2 separate regions of the Sus scrofa genome follow, and region 1 is linked to region 2. A link is a contact called in public HiChIP or PLAC-seq data. All regions are on one chromosome and are shown on one strand. The core of a region is the stretch at or near the end of the contact, and the rest is flanking DNA. Distances in the headings are between cores, read along the strand shown. Region 1 has its middle 84 kb from the start of PTDSS1. Region 2 has its middle 12 kb from the start of CPQ.

Region 1 (4,552 bases), core at 1,473-3,972, 420 kb after region 2:
ATAGCTAGGGAGGCCTGCATATCCCACAGTCTGCTGCTGTCTGCAAGCCAGAGAACCAGGAAATCTGGTGATGCGATTCAGTTCAAGTCCAAGGGCTCAGTTGGTATGTGTGTATGGGGACGGCGGCGGGGGGTGGGGGAGCGGTGTTAAGTCCTAGTCTGAGTTTGCAAGCCCAAGAACTTGGAGCAACAATGTCCAAGGGAAGAAGAAGGATGTCTCAGATGGAGCAGAGAGAGAACAGTTCCCACTGTGGCTCGGTGGTTAATAAACCCGACTAGTATCCATGAGGACAAAGGTTCGATCCCTGGCTTCACTCAGTGGGTTAAGGATCTGGCATTGCCATGAGCTGTGGTGTAGGTCACAGATGCAGCTTGGATCCTGCGTGGCTGTGGCTGTGACTGGCAGCTGTAGTTCCGTTTTGATCCCTAGTCTGGGAACCTCCATATGCCACAGGTACAGCCCTAAAAAGCAAAAAAAAAAAAAAAAAATTCAGCCTTCCTCTGTACTTTTGTGCTCCTCAGCCCCTCAACAGATCAGATGAGAGTCACCCACATCCTTGAAGGCAACCTACCAACTCAAACGCCAGTCTCTTCTGGTGACACCCTCACTGGCATACCCAGAAATGATATTCTCCTAGCTGTCTGGGCACTCCTTAGCCCAGGCAAGTTGACACAGAAAGCGAACCATCGATTATATTAAGTACTGGGCATCACATATTTAAGTGTCACGTACATCTTTGAGGGCCATCGCTGTTGGGCTTATCTCTGCTGCAATGACTTAGCGGTACAGAGGCAGAACCATCTGCAGAGGCATAATTTTCAGGAATGGACCTGCGGCTGAGGATATCCTGTGGCCCAGTTGTACCCATCCCCTCAGACATTTTTGAGGGCCTCCACGCCCTCTTGTGTGGTCTGGCTAGTCCCACGTCGGAGCTGAGCCTGGCATTTTGTGAATCAAATGTGGTCCAAAGAAAACAGCAGGAAGACCTGAAGGTGAGGGTGGGAGTGAAGAGGTGCTTGTGAGCTTATATATTTCTGTGGGTGGACACGCCTGTGATCTCCGGCATCACATTCCCACGCACCACGCTCTGCCGTCGGCGTACTTCCTGACCACACGAAGAGAAACACAATCCCATCCACTTTAATAGATGCTCGGCCAGACTGGGGCTGTTAAAACAGTGGCTTGAGAACTTCAAGACGCCGGGTGTTTTTGCAGCTTTCACCCATCATTTGGAAGCAGGACGAGGTTGGGTTTGAGGGCAAAAATGCTGAACACCAGCACTGTGATCTCAGGAACTGGATTCTGTGGTCCGGGAAGGGCGGCAGGAATTCACGCGGTGACCAGCGGCCCCTTCCTGCCTCGGCAGAGCGTGGAGCTCCTTCCGCCCCGCATGTGAAATCTAAGCCGGGAGCCGACCCGCAGCTGGAATGAACATTCAAACCCAGCGGTCATTGTGTCTTGAGGATGACTTTGCGGCTGTCTTCACCGCTTGCAGCCGCGCTGAGAAGTCTGTTCCCACCGAGTGAGCAGACTTTGACTCGTAAGAGGGACAGGAAGAGAATTTCAAAAAATCTTACCGGAAAACCACCTCTGAGAAAGTCAAAACGGGGTTTGGGGCGGGGGAGGAGGGGGGTAAGGCTGACCACACCAGGGGCTGGTCTAGAGCTGGGCCACCAGATCAGCAGGCAGAGAACGGTCACCTCCAGTCCCATCCCTCTTTGTGAAGAGTGTGGCATTTCAGTCTTTGGCCAGTGAGTCATCAGAAAATGTTATTTCTCATTTTAGAAAAATACCTAGGAGTTCCCGTCGTGGTGCAGTGGTTAACGAATCCGACTTGGAACCATGAGGTTGAGGGTTCGGTCCCTGGCCTCTCAGTGGGTTAAGGATTCGGCGTTGCCGTGAGCTGTGGTGTAGGTCACAGACGTGGCTCGGGTCTGGTGTTGCTGTGGCTCTGGCGTCAGGAGGTAACTACAGCTCCAATTGGACCCCTAGCCTGGGAACCTCCATATGCCGCGGGAAGCGGCCCTAGAAAAAGCAAAAAAAAAAAAAAAAAAAAAAAAAGAAAGAAAGAAAAATACCTGATCTCAGTGGGACATTTCACTGTTATCTGTTCTCCCTAAAAATATGGTGGTGGCAGTGGGGGAACCCAGACCCTTAGAAATTAAAGCCATATGGATACCATATTTAAAAAAAAGAACGCAAAACACAACAACGCAGGCCATTACATGATTGCTGACCGTAGGAATTCAGTATTTATAATTTACATTCTTTCCCATACTTTGCAGTCCTTTTCAGAAGTGAAGAGCAGAGGTTTACGGCCTCGCCAGATCGTAAATCAGATTCCTGAGGGCTGAGGGAGCTGCTACAGGCAGGGGGCATCGCCTTCCGACAGTTTGCAGAAGGCAAGGAAACGTCAGGAAAAGAACCCAAACAGACAGAGGGGGGGCTCTGCTTCAAGGAAGCTCGAGACACCCGTTAGTCCCGCCACCAAGCACGGAAGCAGCAGAAAACGCAGGGAAGATCAACATCTGCAGTCGCTGCGGGCACCACCGCTAAGTGCGCACCAGGGGGAGGGGAGCCCCCCGGGGCTCCTTACCCTCCATCAGCAGAGGCTGCCTGAGAGCCAGGCGGGGGGGTGGAAATAGGTGGAGGCTCGGGTCCAGGAACCCGGCAGAAGACGTGTGCGCAAGAATTAAATCAAGGAGCCTGGGGTGGGAGGAAGAGCATCAGGGTTGATCTGACGCCCCCTAGTGGCCATGTGCTCTTGGGCGAAGTACTCGAGCCTCAGAGCCAGGGAAACGTGGAAAACAGGCAAACTCACAGGATTGAAGAATACACATACATTTGGGGCTGGATGCAAAGGGGAGCGGGGGAGGGGGTCTTAAGCGACGCCCCTTATCTAGAATTGGAAGTGCTGTTCTGGCACCTGGCTCCCTAGCAAACCCAGCTGAGTGGTATCCAGGAAGATTCAGGGGAGGGAGGGTGTCTCAAGACACACCACCTCTCCAAGAGGTCTTTTGAAGCACCCCAGTCGCCCGAATGCCTTTGTCTGGAAGATCTGTCGGCAGGGGCCCTGGTGAACTCATCCGCCTACTCCTGGCCTGGCTTTCATTCCCTCTGAGAGAAGGCAGAGGATTTTAAACATTTTGAAACGTGGGGATCTTGGCGTGCCTTTCCCAGGTTGCACCCGTAAAATACCTAATCAGCCCATGATGTGTGCAGATGGACTGACGGATGAGTCAGGCGAGTGGGAACAGTAAGGTTTACAGTCCAGATTTTCCAGCATGGATGGTTACATAAACCATGCCTGCAATTTGATGCTGTAATTAAGGCTATTGTGTGTATACTTCAGACATGTGAATGCAATATTTTAGGTTTTGGGTCTCTGATTTACCTTCTTTTACTTTTAAAGGCAAACAAATCTTATTTCCCATGGTTGTAAAGTCCACATGAGTCCCCTTTACTCAGCGTCCAGAAAAGGGACAGACACACCCTACACAGGAAGACTGGTGTCTGAGGAGCTGAGGAGATTTGTGGGGGTCAGGAGGTCAGGCATATGGGGAATACCTTCTGCCATTAGCACCCACAATTTGCAGACCCTTGGCAATGATGTTTTCAGAGTATTCCAATAACAAACAAACAAAACTAACTCCCAGGGCAAAGAGGTCCAAGCACGAGCCCAGAATGGCCAAGGAGCTTGGGGGTCCGGTTGCATCAGTCGTGATAGCAAAACTCTCAGACCAATTCTATTTTCTTTTTTCCCCCCTTCTTCTTCTTCTTCTTCTTCTTTTTAGGGCTGCACCTGCGGTATATGGAGGTTCCCAGGCTAGGGGTCTAATCAGAGCTACTAGCTGCCAGCCTACACCACAGCCACAGCAACACAGGATTCAAGCTGCGTCTGTGACCTATACCACAGCTCAGGGCGATGCTGGACCTTCACCCACTGAGTGAGGCCAGGGATCAAACCTGCAACCTCATGGTTCCTAATCAAATTCATCCACTGTGCCACGACGGGAACTCCCCAATTGTATTTTCTGAAAGATGTTCGTGTTGGCGCTGGGTTTATGAGACGCGGATGGATCTGCCAATACCCTTCTCTTTGCTCCAAGAAGGCAATGCTGGGGCTTAGGAGTCTCTTTTACCAGTACTGCAGACAGGAAGCTTGCCCGTCACCCACCCCTCCAGCCAGCTGCTGTACACAGAGACCAGTTTTCAACCAGGGTATCACGATGGATAAGCTGAGCTTAGCCGTGTGAGAGGCCTGGGAGCCAGCCACTTGGACCCGCTGTAAATCCTTGACCGTGCTAGACAGTGACAAACAATACCTTCTCATAGGACAGGCAGCTATAAAACCTGCCCAACCAACCTGCAAGAAAGGGAATGTCCAGAGAGACAAAATTGCAGGTGAATTTCTGAAATGGATTAAAGACAGTTTTTAGGCAACACAGGAGACAAGGAAGATTTCAGCCTTCCCACACACTAAAAAACCACCACCACCACCAAAAAAACCTCAAAAGCCAAATAAACAAAACCACACACACATCCAACTATT
Region 2 (4,776 bases), core at 985-3,484:
CTTGCATCAAAAACTAATTTGCTCCTTTAAACTACAGCATATTCACAACTTTCTTGCATAAAAGAAGTCAAGAGACTTGGGACTTCGTCCTGGCTTTTTCTCCCTAAATGCAGGACCTTGATCAATTCATTTGAAATCTCTCTTTCTGTGTAAAATAAAGGGTTTCATTTCAGCTCTATCATTCTATTATGGATTTTGTGAAATATTTAATATCAATCATACTTTTCTTCACACTCCATATTAACACTTGAATAAATCACCTTATACTTTTTGTCGCCTCCCACCAGCCAATTTAAATTGAACTCACAAAGGTCATTAAGGATGTCTTCATTCCTAAGACCAAGGAAACACTTAAATTACTACCATACTTAGCATCTGAAACATTTAACATTGTGGATATCCTCACCTATTCCAAACATTCTTCTTCCTATATTTCTGTTCTTTGTCCCAATCTTTTCTGTAGGGTCCCTTTTCCCATTTCTCCTTTGAAGTTTATTATTTCCTAGGGCTTCCTCCTTGACCTTCTGCTTCCACTACATGTTCTAACTGGCAAGGTTGTTCACTCCAAGGCTTCATTTACCATCTAGAGCATGAGCTCATCTACATGTTAAGTTCTCTTAGTTTGTTTTCCTATAGACACCTCTAACTCATTAAACCCAAACTCTTCTTAGGACTCTTCCTCTGGAATCCACTCTTCTCCCGGAATTCCCACATCAATGGATGACATTTCCATCACCCCATCATCTGGACTATTCAGGATATCTCACTCTCTTTTAAACCCTCCAGCACTTAATCAGTAAGTGCTATCATATTTAACTCCTAAAAAGCCCTGATTTCTGGCCATACTCCATTCACCTGAACTACCACAGCAACCTTCTCCTGATTTCCCTGTCCTGGCCTTCTCTTCTTTCAGACATTCTCTTTGCCATAGTGATTATCTTTCTTTAAAATATCTACATTCAAAATGTTGTCTCTCCCACTAAACTATGGAATTAATGTGGGCAAGGCCTGCATAGAGTCCATCTTGGAACCTCTAGGATCTAGCTTTGATCCAGCACCTAGTAGATACTCTAGATAGGATATAATGAGTGGTACCTGATTGGTTTTGGAAGACTTAGAGCTGGCAGGCATTTGAGTGGGGAGAGGCGTCAAAGACAGAACACTCCAAATGGAGGAGAACCCTTCTTTTTTAAATTCAAAAGAAAGTGCTGAATATATTTCATGTGCTTAGTAAATATGTCCTGTCTTGAGCTAAACCTTTCTGTATCAGTAGATAATTCCCAGATATAACAACATTTCCTCTGATAAGCATTTATTCCTCCTTGGTACCTAATTTACTGTTTCTCAGAGTAAGTGTTCAGACTGTATTTGTTGATATACATTTTCTGTTATCTGTTTTTGACACGATATGGGGGCAGGAGGACAAGAGAGAAAGAAAGGAAGAGACCAGACATCTTGAACCTCTGCTTCCACTGCACCTTCAATTCTACTTACTATTTTAAACAAACAAACATAGAGTTTGAAATATTTAGACAATCCCACCTAGTAAAAACTAATTAAATCTGAATAAAGTCTGTAGATTGGCAATTTCCTGATTTTGATATACTGCGGCTACATATACGTTACCATGGGGAGAAGGTGGCAAAGGACACAATAGGATCTCTCTATATTATTTTTGTGACATTCTCCAAGTCTATATTTACTTCAAAATAGAAAGTTAAAAAGAAAAAAGAAAGGGTCCTACTTATATGGCTCTTTTTTAAAAAGTTCATTATACTTCTTGAAAAAAAAACACACAGGAATGAACCAGAATTGGCCCTACCTATGAGAATCAGACTCCAAGATAGGGTGAGGTGGATCAGGCCCACCTCTCTCACCATCTTGCACTAGGATTCACCTGTATCCAATAATTTCACCATTATTTCCCCAAGAGTCATGGTAAGGAGGCTTCATTAAACGTCTCTGACATTTAATGTGTCATCCTACCTAGATAAGGTATGAACATTGTGGAAACAAAGCAGGAAAATGAAGGAAGAGAGGCAAATCCTGACAGCAGTGCAAAGAACCCAGGGCATGATATTCCCCTTTCTTCTGGAAGTTAGTAGAGCAACAGCAGATTAGTGACATAATGAGAGCAGGGTGGGGGTGACAACCTGCTGAAAGAGGTCTACCAGTAGACCCTTCTCCTACCACTGGCCACCCTGGACACTCATTACCCCACTCTACAGACGTCAAGTGACCTTATCTCCCTTATCCTTCCTCATCCCACCGGCATGAGCCACAGGACTGACTCATTGTATGTCTGTGACATTTTATTATTTACCAATGAGCAACTTAAATTTTAAGAAAATTAATTGAGCTCACTTTACTAATTTTTTTTTTTTGCCTTTTCTAGGGCCCCTCATCACCTGCTTCCCTAAGCACAGAAAACATTCAGCAATTTTTTTTTTTTTTTTTTGCTTTTTGGGGCTACACTCGTAACATATGGAGGTTCCCAGGCTAGGGGTCAAATTGGAGCTGGAGCCACTGGCCTACACCAGAGACACAGCAATGAGGGATCTCAGCCGCATCTGCAACCTACACCACAGCTCATGGCAACGCCGGATCCTTAACCCACTGAGCAAGGCCAGGGATTGAACCTGCAACCTCATGGTTCCTAGTCGGATTCATTAACCACTGAGCCACGACAGGAACTCCTCACTTTACTAATTCTTTATCCAGATTTCTTTATCCCTTTCAAGTTTCTTGAGCATATAAAACAACAAAGCCCAAACTCCAATTGTTCAAAAGTAGGCATCTTTGAGAGTTCCCACTGTAGCACAATAGGTTAAGGATCCAGCATTGTCTCTACAGCAGCTCGGTTCACTACTGAGGCACAGGTTTGATTCCCGGCCCAGCACAGTGGGTTTAGGATCCGGCATTGCTGCAGCTGTGTAGATTGTACCTACAGCTCAGATTCAATCCCTGTCTAGAAATGTCCATATGCCACAAGTGTAGCCAAAAAACAAGTAGGAATCTTTGTCATACAATGTAATGTAACTTGGCTTTTGACCTACATCATGATGGAATGGAAAGGAATAAATATGAAGCTCTTTCACATGCTGTGTAAGTGAAGCAATACGATTAAAATTCCAATAAGTGAAATCAACCATGAACTCTAGGAAAAACTTTGTATTCTTGGCTTGCAAAATCTGTACTGTAACTCAAAGAGGATATGAGGCAGCTCTTGGTCCCTTTGTTGGCTGTGGATGTTGGGCGGACCATGAGGGTAGATGCCTCTTACCAACAGGGTTCCATGATCTGTGACTCCGCCACATGTGTACAGACTTGCAGTCACATCGAGCACGTACAGTCAACAAAAACATAGATAAATCATATGAACTGAATGCAGTTCATACACTTTGGGTCCAAATACAAAGTAGGTAATCAATGACATAAGCAATTCTGAGGTCCTATGATCTGAAAAAAAGGGACAAAGGGACATGGGATTCTAGTCTCGTAAAGTCCTAGTTTGCTAGAACTTGGACCCCCAACCTAAGGGTAGTAATAGGAAGTGCTTTACTTCTGTCTGTTAAAACAGTGACATATTTGCCTTCAATCTGGTGATATTAAAAGGCTCTTACAAGGCACACAGCAGCCTCTTTCAGAGGCAAGGAAGAGAATATGGACCTTCCTTGAATCAAAGTCTTCCAGAGACTCAGCTGCAGAAAACCATAAAGCTGGAGATATATAGATTTAATTACTATTTGCCAATATAGGGTTACAGTAAGCTGGCTGTTCTAATGTGTTTCTATTGCTAAACAGCATGTTTCCCCCATGTATCTTTTCCTGAACTGGTTAATAACAAGTTCCAAGGAACACTCTGGCAGAGGTATTAGCAATTTCCTTTGGAACATGCCTTTCAGCTTCCCTCACTTTAGCCAGGTTCCCCATTCCATAAACACAAAAGCAGAAAGACCCTCATCGAATCGTGCTGCAAACACAGTTCTTATTACAGCCCAAGCCAGGGAAGCCTGTTCCGCAAGCCACTTAACTGCAAAATTTGCTATTAAACCTGTCAAACAGACATGTATGAAAATGAGGCTTCACTAAACAGCTGTTAAGTTTCATGAGCTTAAAAAGAAAATACTATCCAGCTATATACACTGTTAACACAACAGAGACTCACCATTCATTTTTAAAATCTGATCTGCCCTTATGCTTTTCCCCAGATCTTAACATGTGCTCTCTGCAATGAGATGGCGGCCAGACAGCAGCATCAGCAAACGCAGGCTAAGAGCACACACACACACACACACACACACACACACACACACACACACACACACACCAGGAACACACAGCATCTGTTGCTTCAGGCTCCCACGCAGGGAAAAGAGCACTACTCAGTGATGTTGAGGGGAAATTAATGCGCTGATCCCACTCCATCCCAATGGTCAGACATTCATCAAAGGAGGCAAAAGGAAAAAGTGAAGCCAAATAGATTCACAGTAATGGAGCTAAAACAATTCTTCAAAGTGCTTAATCAGTCAATGTAAAATAAAACCTTTCTAGCACTACATCAGTGCTCAGCCAGGCAAATTATCCTGGGGAGAAGGAATGTTCATAAAACAAGTTTTCGAGGAAGTAGAGAATGCAAGGTGATCCAGCAGATGTTTGACAGCAGGAAATTAAAAAGGTAATTTTAAAAAATAAAAAAGGAATTAGGGAGACACTTAAAGAGAGATGAGTTTAGAGTGTGGAACAAAGACCGTGGGGGGAAATAGATCCTAAGCC

The links. HiChIP or PLAC-seq counts read pairs in DNA pulled down with a chosen protein or histone mark.
Region 1: an H3K27ac HiChIP or PLAC-seq map of alveolar macrophages shows a contact between it and region 2. The contact joins two enhancer-like sites. A contact is called at or near these places in 1 of 47 Hi-C or Micro-C datasets (embryonic fibroblasts) and 1 of 2 datasets of contacts at active chromatin or transcription factors (alveolar macrophages).

What each region holds. Positions count from the first base shown.
Region 1 is chr4:40,290,044-40,294,595 of Sscrofa11.1, forward strand. No RefSeq gene overlaps it. Among named protein-coding and RNA genes, the nearest start is that of PTDSS1, 84 kb to the right of the region's middle. Within about 2 kb of position 2,723, at least 22 of the 83 cell types and tissues checked have an H3K27ac peak or open chromatin away from gene starts, as enhancers often do. A contact at or near this core is called in alveolar macrophages, where this site is marked.
Region 2 is chr4:39,865,662-39,870,437 of Sscrofa11.1, forward strand. No RefSeq gene overlaps it. Among named protein-coding and RNA genes, the nearest start is that of CPQ, 12 kb to the left of the region's middle. Within about 2 kb of position 2,235, at least 2 of the 83 cell types and tissues checked have an H3K27ac peak or open chromatin away from gene starts, as enhancers often do. A contact at or near this core is called in alveolar macrophages, where this site is marked.